Regions from separate parts of the Zea mays genome. Here regions 2 and 3 are each linked to region 1. Evidence: chromatin contacts called from public Hi-C data. All regions are on one chromosome and are shown on one strand. Each heading gives the region's core, a stretch centred on a gene start, on an enhancer-like site or on the middle of the called end of the contact. The rest is flanking DNA. Distances are from core to core; before and after follow the strand shown. Region 1 holds the start of LOC103646263 (probable folate-biopterin transporter 2). Region 2 holds the start of LOC111365147. Region 3 has its middle 6.1 kb from the start of LOC103648539.

The links. Hi-C and Micro-C count contacts between places; a contact is called where the count stands out from the background.
Region 2: a Hi-C map of tassel shows a contact between it and region 1, with 4 times the contacts expected there. The contact joins the promoter of LOC111365147 here to the promoter of LOC103646263 in region 1. A contact is called at or near these places in 11 of 25 Hi-C or Micro-C datasets (bundle sheath, ear, leaf and 3 more).
Region 3: a Hi-C map of tassel shows a contact between it and region 1, with 3 times the contacts expected there. The contact joins the enhancer-like site here to the promoter of LOC103646263 in region 1. A contact is called at or near these places in 5 of 25 Hi-C or Micro-C datasets (ear, endosperm, leaf and 1 more).

The regions. Positions count from the first base shown.
Region 1 is chr2:33,832,107-33,836,754 of Zm-B73-REFERENCE-NAM-5.0, reverse strand. It overlaps LOC103646263 (probable folate-biopterin transporter 2), which reads left to right and starts at 1,944. Exons shown (of 6, transcript XR_562104.4): 1 at 1,944-2,634; 2 at 2,718-2,977; 3 at 3,139-3,234; 4 at 3,296-3,466; 5 at 3,908-4,648.
Region 2 is chr2:34,047,962-34,052,609 of Zm-B73-REFERENCE-NAM-5.0, reverse strand. It overlaps LOC111365147, which reads right to left and starts at 2,406. Exons shown (of 3, transcript NM_001357858.1): 1 at 2,263-2,406; 2 at 2,106-2,171; 3 at 508-750. The coding sequence starts at 2,310. The coding sequence ends at 709.
Region 3 is chr2:33,630,061-33,634,708 of Zm-B73-REFERENCE-NAM-5.0, reverse strand. No RefSeq gene overlaps it. Among protein-coding and RNA genes, the nearest start is that of LOC103648539, 6.1 kb to the right of the region's middle. Within about 2 kb of position 1,843, at least 16 of the 20 cell types and tissues checked have an H3K27ac peak or open chromatin away from gene starts, as enhancers often do. A contact at or near this core is called in ear, leaf and tassel, where this site is marked.

The DNA.
Region 1 (4,648 bases), core at 695-3,194:
TTTAATACCATCACAGTTAGTTTCATTTAAAACAAATCCCTCCAATGCTATCAAAATCTATATTGATCTCTTCAATGCCACTAGAAATTGGTTCGATCTATTTGGGTTAAAAATTCAAGAAAAAATAGAAGTGAAGGGATTTTCTCGCTGAAAATATGGCCTTGAAGGAATTTTCTCGCTAGTATATTTGAAAAACTGATCCAAGTGTTATGGGTTTACATGCTCTAACTACTATACGATTGTATTATTAAACTTGATCTTATGCGTGAAAAGGAGCCAGCAAAGCATCTTGTTTGGAAGTGTACTAAACAAACAAATAAATTTTGAGAGTTATTTAGATATTTGTATAATGAACAACATATACGTGTGACATATAAAATTTTGTTTGGAGGAGTGCAACTTCAAGAGACTCTTCATATTCTTCGTAATTGATATGAATAGAGATTTTAAATATTTTTAAAAATTTCAGTCTATATTTTTAGAACCTAGAAAATTGTGGTTATTACCGATTCGATCTATTCGGGATTTCATAATTTTTTTTCCAAAATTATTAGGAAGCAAATAAATTGAACTAATATATCAGAGTAATTCTGGGGTTTTAAAAAGTATGGGCTGAATTTTGGTCTATATTTTCTTATTCTGGAATTTTTAAAACTCGAATAGATCGGACCAATTTCTAGTAATATTGAAGGGATCGGTATAAATATTGATGCATTGGAGGATTTTGCTTTAAATGGAATTAACGGCGTTAACTTTAAACTAACAGTGATGATATTTAAAAGATTAAAATTTAAATTTAATGATATTAAAGATAATCTATAAAATCTAATGGCATTAAAAAGATTGATATAATTTTGGATGACAGAATTTTCTCATTTTTCGTATCTCACCAAACGGTTGCGGCCTCGCAGGCTCGCAGATTCCAGTCATCCAGTGGTTTCTCTCTAGATCCGCAAGTAAACCTGAGAAGGAATCACTCCTGACAAGGTGCTCAAATGGAGCACCGGGAAGACGCCCCCCTCCAACTCCAAGAAACAGGCCGCGGTGACCGTGGCAAATGTTGGGCCTGTTTGGTTCGGCTTTTTTCTGAATAGCTTTTCTGAAAAGCTGACTGTAGGGAAAAGCTGGCTCTGAGGAAAAGCTGGTGGTTAGAATTTAGGTGTTTGGTTCGCCTACTGTGGAGAAAAGCTGTTGTTTAGAATCTAAGTATTTGGATACAGAGATTCTCAGATTGCAGATTCTGTTTGAACAAACAATACACATAAACACCGAACCAACAAAAGGTCATTAAATGCTAATTAGTAGAGTTCATTACAACATAACCAGGGTTACATTAACATATTAATAGCACAATTTAAGCAACCAACTGATGGAAATTGCATAAGAATCAATACCTTCTTTCTGCAGAACTCAAACAGCCGGCTGAGATATCGTGCACACTGCTTGAATGTTGCAACCATGGACTTCTCCTTTACTGTCCGCTTCTCTAGCTCAGTCATCTCATCCAATTCCTGGTTCCACTCATTAAGCAGCTTCTTAAAGAACACCAAGATCTTGTCTTCGTTGCAAAGCTCCTCAAACTTGGTCGTCATCCTCTTGGAGTCCTTGTCTGTCAGCATCATCGCCGCTCCCCTTGGCATCTCCGTCATCTGCACTGCCTCCGGCAGCACCCCCGTCTCCACCATCAACACGAGCTTGAAGCGCCGGACTTGAGCACGAGCTTCAAGCGCGCGAGGCGGGCGTCGTCGTCCTCCCCGAACAGCGTGACGGGCTCGCGCAACACGCGGAGGCGCCGCACCACCTCGTGCTGTGGGAGGTCGAGCTCGTCGATGCGACGCTCGTCGTAACCGGTAGCTGCTGCGGTGCGTGCGGGAGTGTGGGGGTACAACACGTCGGGGCGAATTCAGGTGGTGCTGAGCAGGGCTCGTCGACGGTGCTGCAGCTCGGCAGGGCTGTGCTGCGCGCACATGCACGGTAGCACGGAACGTGGCTCGGTCGCAGCTCACCTCGCCGGGGCTGAGGACGGGCTGGCCGGAGAGCGGCTAGGCGCGACGGGGCTCGCGTCGACCAAGGGAGTGGAGAGCGGTGCACGCCATGGACGGCATTTGGGGAGGGAAAGGGCAGCACGACATGGAAGAAAAGGGAGAAGAGACTTGCCGAGCGGGAGAAGCGGTTTGGGAAGAGGAAAATCGACTTGTTTGCCGCTTCTTGCCGGCCGTAGGAACAGCCGCGTCGGGGCGAAGCGCTTGCGGGAGAAGCCTCCCAGAAGTTGTGTTTGGTTCAGCTTCCGGCTTCTGGCGGCCAGAATCTCCCCAGAAGCTGAACCAAACAGGGGCGTTGTGTCGCGTTTCCCTGCGGGTGGCTGGGGCGGCTGTCCCGCGAGCTGCACTGGACCTTCGTGCTCGCGGTCGCCGCCGTCTACGGTCTACGGCGCCTGTCAAGGCGTCGGCAACGCCATCGGCGGAGTCGCCGCGGGGTACTACTGGAAGGACGTGCAGCGCGTGCAGCCTTCGGTGGCCCAGTTCTACCAAGGCGTCACGGACGCGCCGTGGATCGTCAAACCCATCTGGGGCCTGCTCACCGACGTCGTCCCCGTGGCCGGGTTCCGCCGCCGCCCATACTTCGTTCTCGCAGGTCAAATATCATATCTTTCTTGGTTCCAGCAGATAGCTAGTTAAAGCCAGCGCGACATGTCTCTTTGTCTTACAATAATGCAGGCGTGATTGGCGTGTCATCTATGCTGATGTTTTCCCTAAACCACGAGCTGGGGATTATGCCGGCGTTGCTGATGCTGACGGCGCAGAGTGCGGGCGCCGCTGTAGGCGACGTGACAGTGGACGCTCTGGTTGCTCAGAACAGCATCACGCACCCGCCCCTTGCTGCTGATATGCAAAGCTTGTGTGGGTTTAGCTCCTCTATTGGAGCGCTGCTTGGATTCTCCCTAAGTGGCTTGCTTGTGCACTCAATGGGCTCCCAGGTATGACATTTCTGGTTGATGAGCGCCTTCTGGTTGGTTTCCATACAATCCAGAATATGCAATGTGACAACTAATTTACTACGAATGTCTGCTGCAATCATATTTATTTTTTGACTACTATGCCCTATTGTATGATAAATATATTTTGACATGTTATTCAGGGGGCTCTTGGTCTGTTGAGTATCCCCTCTGCACTGGTGTTATTAGCTGGCATTCTGCTGAAGGAGAACCGTGGTACAGAATTTGATTACATGCAGGTCAGAACCAACATTTCTGTTTTTGAATCGTTCAATTCATCTAAGGTCCATCTGAATTCAGGTTCACAAGAAGTTCTATAAAGCAATACAATCCATGGGAAGAACACTGAAGTGCCCTCAGGTCTGGAGACCATGTGCATATATTTTTGTTTCTCTCAATTTAAGCCTGGATATTCAAGGAGGAATGTTCTATTGGTACACGGACCCTGTTGTTGGACCAGGATTTTCTGAGGTACACACGCTTACTAGATATCATTATTTCACCAAAAAGGTTAAAAGCCTGAAAGTACAAGCCCTTATTAATTGTTAAACCTTGATAGGGAGGTTTCGTTTCAGCCGAATCATTTTTTGTTATTTTGTTCATATGTTAATTATCAAAAGCTTTTCTGATTATCTAGTAAAATGATCAGGTAGTAAAATGGAAAGTCATGCAAGTTACATTTTGTAGTTTCTCTGTTTAAATGAACATGACTTTTGGTATTATCTGCTTATGGCCAGAACGATATATATTTAGTTTTGATGAAGAAGCTTGACAAAAAGGCTTTCAAATCTATGATATACTTTTCCATATATTTGGTATATATATAATATTGAAATTCCATTATTACACTTAATCAGTTATGCTTTGTTGCCAGGTGGACTTATCACTTATGTAACATTTGCATTGGTACAGGGATATATTGGTCTCATCTATTCAATTGGTTCAGTTGGTTCACTAATTGGAGTTTTACTATACCAAAGCACCCTAAAGGACTATACTTTTCGGAGCATGCTATTATGGGGTCAAGTGCTCTCAAGTCTGGCAGGAATGCTTGATCTGGTGTTAGTGACCCGGCTAAACCTGAAAATTGGCATGCCGGATTACTTCTTTGCGGTGGCTGATAACACAGTTTCCCAAATGGTTGGTAGGCTCCAATGGCTACCACTACTTGTGCTTTGCTCTAAGCTTTGTCCTCCTGGCACCGAAGGGACATTGTATGCATTACTCATGTCTCTACAAAATGCCGGGTTGCTGATGTCTGCTTGGTGGGGTGGCCTGCTGCTGCACATGCTGAACGTGACCCGATTGGAGTTCAGTAACCTCTGGATCGCCGTCTTGATTAGAAACATATCAAGGTTTGTCCCTTTGATGCTACTGTTTCTTGTTCCTGACTGTGATCAGAACTCAGCACTCCTGCCTGCAGAGATGCTTCATGGCAGTGAATCAACAGAAACCATGGAAAAAGGATCAAATGAGTTTTCTGTTCTTGTTGGAGACGATTGTGGCTGCATTTCTCCTGATGTGACAGTTGATAATGAGCAAATCAAAATGTTTGATGCTGAAATTGATGATGTCGAATTGATCCCACTGGTTAACAAGAGCGGATTGACCATCTCATGATGCCTTGAATGCCAGGATCCTTATGCTGATTCT
Region 2 (4,648 bases), core at 1,157-3,656, 220 kb before region 1:
AGGAGAGTCGTCACCATTCCTGTACTTGTAGTTTTTTTTTTTTTGAAACAACTCAACTAGCATTCTTTCTCTACAGCACTGCAGAAATATGATTCTAGATCAAATTAATTAAAAAAAATCTCACCGGCCCAAACGACTTGATTATTTCTCAAATTTCTGCGCAAGGATTGCACGGTCAGACCTCCTCCCCTCTACGTGACAGTGTTACGGAAGCCACAGGTAACTGAAGGAACAACATACGTCTTATAGTCGGGATTGCAATAGTAATCAGGACTACCAAACTCCCTGATTAATACCCCTAACTTATGAGATTATATAAATTGATTGTCATAAACGGTAACAAACAGGGTCTATATTGCATGGCCTTTAAGAGTGGCTGCCATATGGGTCCAATTGTCAGCAACTGTTAAGGTCTCCACAGTATCCTAGCGCCCTTATTGTCCACTAGTTCGGACGGTCTGGACAACCACACCCACCAAATCTCTTTTAACAGGCAACCGGCCCAACTAATCAAGATTTGTCGAACGACTTGCAATTATTAATATTGCTTTTTCCACTTCCTGATTTCATGTCATTGTATAAGAATTTATTACAACACAAAAAAAACAGCAGGTATGTTACAGACAGGTCCACAAATCATAAACGAAATTGCACGTATGGAGAAGGGGTGCACTGCCAATTTTATAACATGTAGCAGCCCTGTCATCCTTAGTGATGATCATGCACTTCCTCCTTTTTAGGTTTTGTTACCTGAAAGAGAAAGTGCAACGTAAGAAAATTGAATTGGACGGTTCAGTGCAGCAAATAGGGAATGAAGCAACAAATAAACTTGAGATGCACTTGTTACAAGAGTGCAGCTAGGCTTCTTACTAAAAACGACCACGGTTCAAATAGGGAATGAGGCAAACATGATCTTTCACAAACACAAAGCGGCATGCAAGTTAAACTGTAACCAGGCCCAAAGTTGAAACAACAGCAGAACAAGCTCAGTATACTGGTTCCATAAGCTTGCATAGAAAAAGTCAATGGTAGCAGCATCTACTAAAGTCTGAATATAACAAATTCAATCAAAATCAGTAACTAGTATAGATCACAGTGCTAAATTTAAAGGTAGGAGCAACCAGCACAAATAAATTAGTGAATTGTGAATGTGTATGTCAACCAGTTTAAAAGGACCAGTACAAAGATCTACACTATGCTGGAAACTATGAAGAACCAACACAGCCATCTATTAGAGAAGAGGGGTGCAAGAGTGATAGACCAAACAAAGTAAGCTTTTATCAGAAGACCATTAACATCACCAAAATTCTCCTTCTACTTTTGCACGAATAATCTGGAAAAAAGACGCTGACAGTTTCATATATCAAGACTTACGAACAAAACAAAACCGACCATCATCATTTATCATTTAGAATAAGTATGACTTGCTTTTTACAGTTACCAGAGTTTTCACCAATCACAACAAAAGAATTTATAACATAAATTTAAGCCCATTCATTCAGTGTGCCTACTGTTTCAAGGGCTGGCAAAATATGAAATCATATCTAGCAGGAAATATGCACTCATCGGAAAAGAATGGCTTTCATACAATACCAACAAAAAAAGTATTATACCTAACATGTTTTTGGGGAACTTCCAGGATGTGAAAACTCAGGAGCAAATATATAAACTCATCTTCAAGTAAGAAGAATGTCATTGTAGACGTGTAGTGCCCACAAACATGCAGAGGAGACAAATCAGGGCAAAACAGTTTGTCGCAGCCATAAACTAACAAGCAGCTATACAACAGCCTCAATTGGTTGATGAACTATTCTAAACAAATTATTTCCGCGATGCCAAGCATCAGCTCGTTGTTAATTTAAACTCAACTACTCATACCGACATAAATTACCCATCAGTCTATGACTATCCAGACGAGTGAGGCTCGAAACTGTTCCAGTAAGGGCATCAACGTAGGAAAAGGTTAATTTCACGGCATTCCGTCGAATCCTCACATCATAAAATCCTTAGCCGATTCCTGAACCATGCTAAAGCGTTGCGGAATTCGAACCATCTAAAAAACCTCCGCTACCAGGTTGAGTCAGTCAATTCACAAGATGACGTACCTTTAGGATTGAGAGCTTGATGCTCCCGTAGACGACACCGACGCCAAAGGCCGACGCCCTCGCCACCTGCAGAGACAAGACGAGGAAGCGCGATGAGGGATTCAGATCCGATCCGGAAGCAACCAGGACAGAATCATCTGGGAGAACAGGTACTTACAAGGGCGAGGGTGCTGACGCCAGAGTAGGGGCCTGGAGTGAACGGCATGGCGACGGCGGTGCGAGGAAGCTGGATCTGAGTCGGCGAGGGTTTGGAGTAGGGAGAGGCAAGGGCTTGCGTCGTCTTTGACGCAGGGGAGAAGACAGAAGAGGAGGATCGGTGGGCTGGGCCTTATATGGCCCATTGACGAGAACACGGAGGCGGAGTTCTCCTCCTGGACGGCCTGGTGGAGTTATCCTGGTAAGCGGGACCCGCGTGTCACTGAGGGAGATCGAGAAAGGATAACTGATGAGACGATACAAAGTGAATTCACAAACTAAGCTAGTCTCTCCTGACTAAAAATAAAAACTAGTACTCCCTCCGTTTCTTTTTATTAGTCGCTGGATAGTACAATTTTGTACTATCTAGCGACTAATAAAAAGAAACGGAGGGAGTAGTTATTTAAAAACTGAGTTGCTTTCCACACAGAACCTTACCAGCATAACCACGATAGTAACTCCATCTGTCATATAGGACTTTTTGGCTCTCGATCAATCTCCAGGACAGACAACATCACCAAGAGTCTTTCAAAATTTACTGTCATTTGTATAAAAACCAATTTCTATGCCTTTAGGGCAAACAGTTTTTCTAAAGAGTCATTTTTTCTATTTTTAGCTATCCAGAAACCCAGAAAAGAAAATGTCTATATTTGAATAACCATTTAAATAAACCGTTGAAGGACATTTTTTCTAAAATTTTTATTCAAATCAATTAAAAAAATATATAGAGTCTTTTGGAGTTGATCTAATAGTTAGTCAGCTAATAAATTGTTAGCTAAAATGGGTTAGCTAACTATTAACTGAGGCTATTTGAAACCCCTAGCTAATAGGTTAGCTGAACATACTAGTTTTTGTATTGTCTTGGAGTCCTTTTTTACTGTCATCCTTTTTATTTAAAAAGAAATTATTTCCACACTTCAAATACATCACAACTAACATGAATCCGTAAAAAAAATACGGTAGTTGTGCTACATGAACATAACTACCGACAGCTAGGGTGCTGGAAATGTGGGTGACGGATCAATCGGGGCACGGTAAAAAGGATTGCAACGGCTGACCAACCCAGCAGGAGTCATGCGTCGAACCGTGGCGAGGCTAGAGTGAATCAGAAAATGGTGCACATGTTTCAAGGATGCATGGTGATAACATGTAGGTGGTACATATATAGTGAAAATCTGGTTTAAATCACTAGTTTTGCGAATTTCTCTATTTACTACGTAGCTTCACACCTCGTGCCGCAGCAGCGGTGAGGCAACAATGTTTTTGCTAAATAGTGTCATTTTGAGCGAGCGTCGAGTGCAGAGTGGTGACCAAGAACTGTAATAAAAAGATAAAAGGACAATATTGTTTTTGACAAGTTTTAGTTGTACCAATTCAACTAGTAAACTAATTGTTAGTTGGAAATCTAGCTAGCAATTAGGCGAGACTTTAGCTAGATTGTTTGAAACCTCTATAACTAGTTTTAGCCACTAGCAATTATATATATATACACGCATGTTATAAATAGACCTTTCATGTTTCTGTTGCTAATAGAGAGGATATTTGGAGTATCTGCACCAACAGTTTCCTTGTGCACCTGTCTGAGGTGATCCTGGTGTGCAAAGGAGGGAAATGTCAACGTCGTTCCTTACTTCACTCCTACTTCTCCTAGTCCGACACTGGAGGCGGCTTCGACGCCAATGGCTGCTAGGCCTCCGAATAAACGAGCAGGTCAGCCCATCGCAGAACCCGCACATCTTTGGGCCTAAATGGAGTCACAAGTGTAGGAAGCGACACTGAAGCAACGGTATCGTGGGTTTGCATCCTACTATGTTAGAGGTTACCTTTTCATTTTTACCATAGCGAAATCTCGTTTTGACCAAAACAATTGGTTGTGATACTGTTTTTGTTTTGGGACCGGAATATACTAGAAATCGTAGCGAGAAAGGCATCTCGCACAACAGTGGTAAGAGTACCGAGAAACCGGTAAATCGAACTAACTCACATATCAATCTGTACAGATATACTTGTAGTCTCCTTGATAAGGCTAGTTTGGTGACAATGAATTTAGATGAGATTCATAGAAGAGGAAATCTTTTATTATTCAAAATTAAATAGCAAGGATATCTCCATGAACTTTCTCCAACTCACTTGTTACCAAATAGCTCTAAGGGTTTCTTTAGGTATTCTAGTATTAACTTTAATCCACATGTGGATTGAGATTAATACTAAAGTATCCAAACTAAGCCTAAAGCGGTACGAAAGAACGATGTAATAAACTACCTGTGAGAAACATTCGTCTAGACCTATCCAATTTGCTGCTTCCCTGACCCCAACTCCAGTTCTGAACGTGGTTCTGACAAATTTCT
Region 3 (4,648 bases), core at 594-3,093, 200 kb after region 1:
AAGATTAAAGAATTTTAGTGTTCTAACGCTATTTTATGTAATACATTATTGACAAATTAGTGATCTAACACTATAGATCACCAAAAACATGGGTATTCAATGAATACCCATGAAACCCCCCTGGGCCCGCCCATGTTCAGAATGTTCGTTCATTTGGACTGCCAGACTCTGCTCTCTGCTGTGAATGATGAATCGAATACAAGATAGCGATAAATAAATCAAAATTGATTTGGATTTAAGTCAAGATTCCTCAATCCGCTTTGAGATTAACTTCTCATAAAAGCACTTGTGCAAGCAGCGAATGATAAACCCCCATATTTTTTTAGCTTTAGAAAACCTTGAAAGTGAGTGACTAAAAGACAAGAACGAGCCTTTTGGTAGTTTGTTGAAATATTGTATACTTAAATTACCCTTTACAGAAACACAAGATACAAGCAGGACCTGAAGTAGTCTGAAGATCAGGTTCCATATAGCGTCCAATCCTAAACTGACACCAATTGTAATTGCAAGCACCTCAAGCAAAAGCTACTCTCATGCTACATAACAAGAGAAAAAAATGATCTATAATTATTGCTGTAACTGAACTTACAAACATCTAGAAAATGATAGTAGTTACGTAATATTTGTTAAAAACATTACTGAAACTTACATCCCATGTAAAAAAGCAAAGTCACATCAACAGCTGTATGTCTTGAGTTTGTTACCTGAATTTTTTTTTCGTAATTGATAATAATCTGACAAGGTTCACATTACTATAGGATACTAAATGATATGTGGTAAAATTACTCCCTTACATTCAATCTGAAGACCAAAACAAACATGGAAGGTAAACATAACCGATAGGTAATAATAGTATTAACAACGTTTGATACAAAAAGTAGAATCTATTGCGATCAATCTTCTTCGCTGTAATTTTCAAGGTAATAATATGTCCAAATGGATAACATCAGAATTCTCATTGACCAAAAACCATCATGTTCTGATCATCCAATGAAATGATCATGACCTTCGAAAGAAATCACACATTGATCAAGGCATACTCTCCTTCCAAACAAATAATTCTCTGTCCATGCTTTGATGTTATGGATTGTCTTGCCTGAGTCCTGATGCTCCTCGTGACTTTGTTGATGGAAGCTAATAATCCTTTTCATGATTTTTTTTTATCAATGGCACCAGTTAGACTTGACCAAAATAGGACAATTGCAGGCCAACCTTCCTTTCGCCTCCTGTGGTGTCTCTCCCTGGTTCTGCCCACACCGGCCATACGGACGCAAACATCAGAATTCTCATTGACCAAAAACCATCATGTTCTGATCATCCAATGAAATGATAATGACCTTCGAAAGAAATCACACATTGTTCAAGGCATACTCTCCTTCCAAACAAATGATTCTCTGTGCTTGCTATGATGTTATGGATTGCCTTGTCTGAGTCCTGATGCTCCTCGTGACTTTGCTGATGGAAGCTAATAATCCTTTTCACGATTTTTTGTATCAATGACACAAACAAAATAGGACCTATTGCAAGCTGACCCCCGTTTCGCCTACTATGGTGTCTCTCCCTGGTTCTGCCCACCCCGGCCATACGGACTTGTCTTGTCTGAGTCCTGATGCTCCTCGTGACTTTGCTGATGGAAGCTAATAATCCTTTTCATGATTTTTTGTATCAACGGCACAAACAAAATAGGACCAATTGCAGGCCGACCCTCCCTTTTGCCTCCTGTGGTGTCTCTCCTGGTTCTGCCCACCTCGGCCATACGGAAGCTGACAGGTAGGACCCCATGTCAGTGTCTATCTTCGTGTGTCGCTGTCTCGTCACCTCACTCTGGCCTGCCACCCTGTCCAGTGGACCCAAGAGCATTTAACAAAAAATAGGGCATGTGGGACGCAGCGACCAGCCCAAGCCTCTGCCCAGTGGACCCATGCCACAAATGAGTTCACATTCGTATGGCCGCACGAATGCTTATAAGCCACTCTCTGCATGCATGTTTCACTTGCTAGTATGGTACTACATCACAGTCGTAAATACTACACCACAACAGCGCTGGCGTCCTGGGCTCGATGCTTGTGTGACCCATATTCCAGCGCCATCATCCTGTGCTCAATGTTTGGGGCCTCAATATTTGGTGTGGCCCAGATATCACACAACAGGGGTCATCCTCTTTTTCGGCAACCTTCGCCTCCACATCGGTCGCAACATAAACGGATGTTGAGCTAATCAGCTTCACTCCTGCGATCTCACTCTCCACGACCTCCACTTTTCCAGCTCCAGCGCACATCTGATGGAGTTAAATGGTGCCTTCTCCTTCCCCTCCCACACTTTGCTAACGTGAGAACCGAAGGAGTTGAAGTCGAAGAGAGTCGGAGGACCTCGGTGTCCGCAACTCAAGGGCAATTGACTTCATCAGCACCCCTTCCTCCATCGGAAGTCGGAGGACCTCGCCGTCCGTAACCTTCCCTCCTCCTCAAAGGGCAACTGACTTCACCAGAACCCCTTCCTCCATTGGCGTGGTGTCGGCGACTTCACATATGGGCCATCTCGGTCGAGAGAAATTTGAAAAAATAGGTCATACTAAGATGATGCTATCGGGTGACTTGCCTTCGTCAAAATACCCAACATGGTGATTAAGGGGTGCGTTTGGTTGGAGAGTCAAATAGAATAGAATAGCTCCATTCCAGTATTTGAGAATAGAGCCATTCTATTATGCGTTTGGCAAGAAAAACAAAGCCGCTCTATTTTTTGTTTGGTTGAAGAGTAGAATAGATTGGACATTGGAGCCGCTCCGTTCATTGTTTGGTTGGAGAGTCATATGAGTGTGGAGTGGAAAAGAGTGAGAAGAGCGCTCGCGTCCGCGAGAGCGTTCGCGTCCGGTCATTTTGTTGAAGCGAGATCATCCCAAATATTTGCCATATATAGACTCTAGGAACCGTTCTACTATACTCTGTTGAAAACCAAACATCAAAAAAATAAGAATAGAACCGTTCTTTCCCTCGGCTCCTTAACCAAACATACCTTAAGTCACTTGATAAGCGGGTTCTATACCCTTTTGACTGAAATGCCCTCTCCCTTCCCTTAGTGGCATGTCTGACTTAGCCGTAGGCGATGGCGGGCGGCGACCGTCGGTCACGGTGGCACGCTCTAGGGACTACACGTGGGTCGGTGGAGATGCGCACGTTTGCGTCGCTTCAAGGTCGCATCATCTCCGGCTCAATGTTCACGGGGCACGGGCTGCAGTGCGTCCACGCGGAAGATCATCTTTCGCATCGCCGAGGACTCGACAACAACTTGTCTTATTCCAAAGATTATGGGAATTAAAAGGTCCGCCATCCTAGAGTGACCCATTTTGTGAAATATCCACGCTTGGCTAGGTTTTATGTTTAAAGATTATGGAAATTATAAGCTCCGCTTAATATTAAAGTCTTCTTGTGGTATATTAGGAGAGGAGTAATCCTAACTAAGGACAACATGGCCAAGCACAATTGACATGGAGACATATCTTGTTGCTTCTGTCATAAACTAGAGATAATTAAGCATCTGTTTTTCGAATGTCGTTTCGCTCATATAGTATGGGGTATAATTTATTTAGCCTTCGGAATACATGCACCTTCCAGTGTCTCTAATATGTTTGGTAGCTGGCTAGAGAGGTTTAATCATAATATTATAAACATTGTTTTGTTAGAAGCGACAAGCATTGTTGGGCTCTTTGGCTAACTAGAAATGATTTTGTTTTTTTAAGAAAAACGACCTTTTCTCCATTGCAGGTTATGTATGCCACTTCCCACTGCTTCGTACATGGGCGGTGCTTCAGAAGGCGGATCAACAAGCTACAGTTGTGTAGACTACGCGTTTCTTAGTGCACGTGGCCAAGGCCAATGACTTTTTAGGTGGCGATTTAGTCATCGGATTGGTTGTCACTAGAGTTTGTGTGCTACTTTTGTTTAGGCTGTCTGCTCTTTAATGAGTTGAGGCTAGAAGAGATTTCAATTGTTGGTATCAACTTGATCTACGTTTTGCAATTAATAAAGTCTTCCTTATCACAAAAAAAAAATGTTCAAGGCTCCAACACTTGAGGATGTCAGTGCTGGTTCTGATCTCTTTGAGATAGAACCAATGAAGTGGTTTCCTGATAGAGCTGTCTCTTCTCGTATGCTTTGCAGAGCACGTTTTCGACTAAAATTTTGCACTCGCCATCAATGCTAATTCTGTGGTTATTTTCAAAGGGTAGAAGCTTGATGCCCTAGAGGTGACGGATGATTTTGCTTATGCAGACACCACGTGTGGTTGAAAATGCAGAAGGCACGAGGACAATGCCCTCCATTGTTGCGAGGAATCAGAATGGTGACCTACTGATCGATGTCACTGTGAGCTGAAGTATCTTATCAGAAATACTTTTATCGGTAATACTTTTGATGAGCCGCAGATCCAAAAGGAGATGAAGATGATGCAGCATGTTTGCCAAGGCACCGAACGGTGATGCCTGGGTGGAGATGGGTGGCCAGCAGCACTCACCTAGCCTAGCCAGATTGATACATGTGTTCTCACTAAGATGAAGGAACAAAGAAAGTTGCCAGGCTCTAGAATGATTTATTTGTCATGTTCTTTGGACTATGTAGTCAAGTTTGAAATTTCTGTTTCCGTATGTTGTACC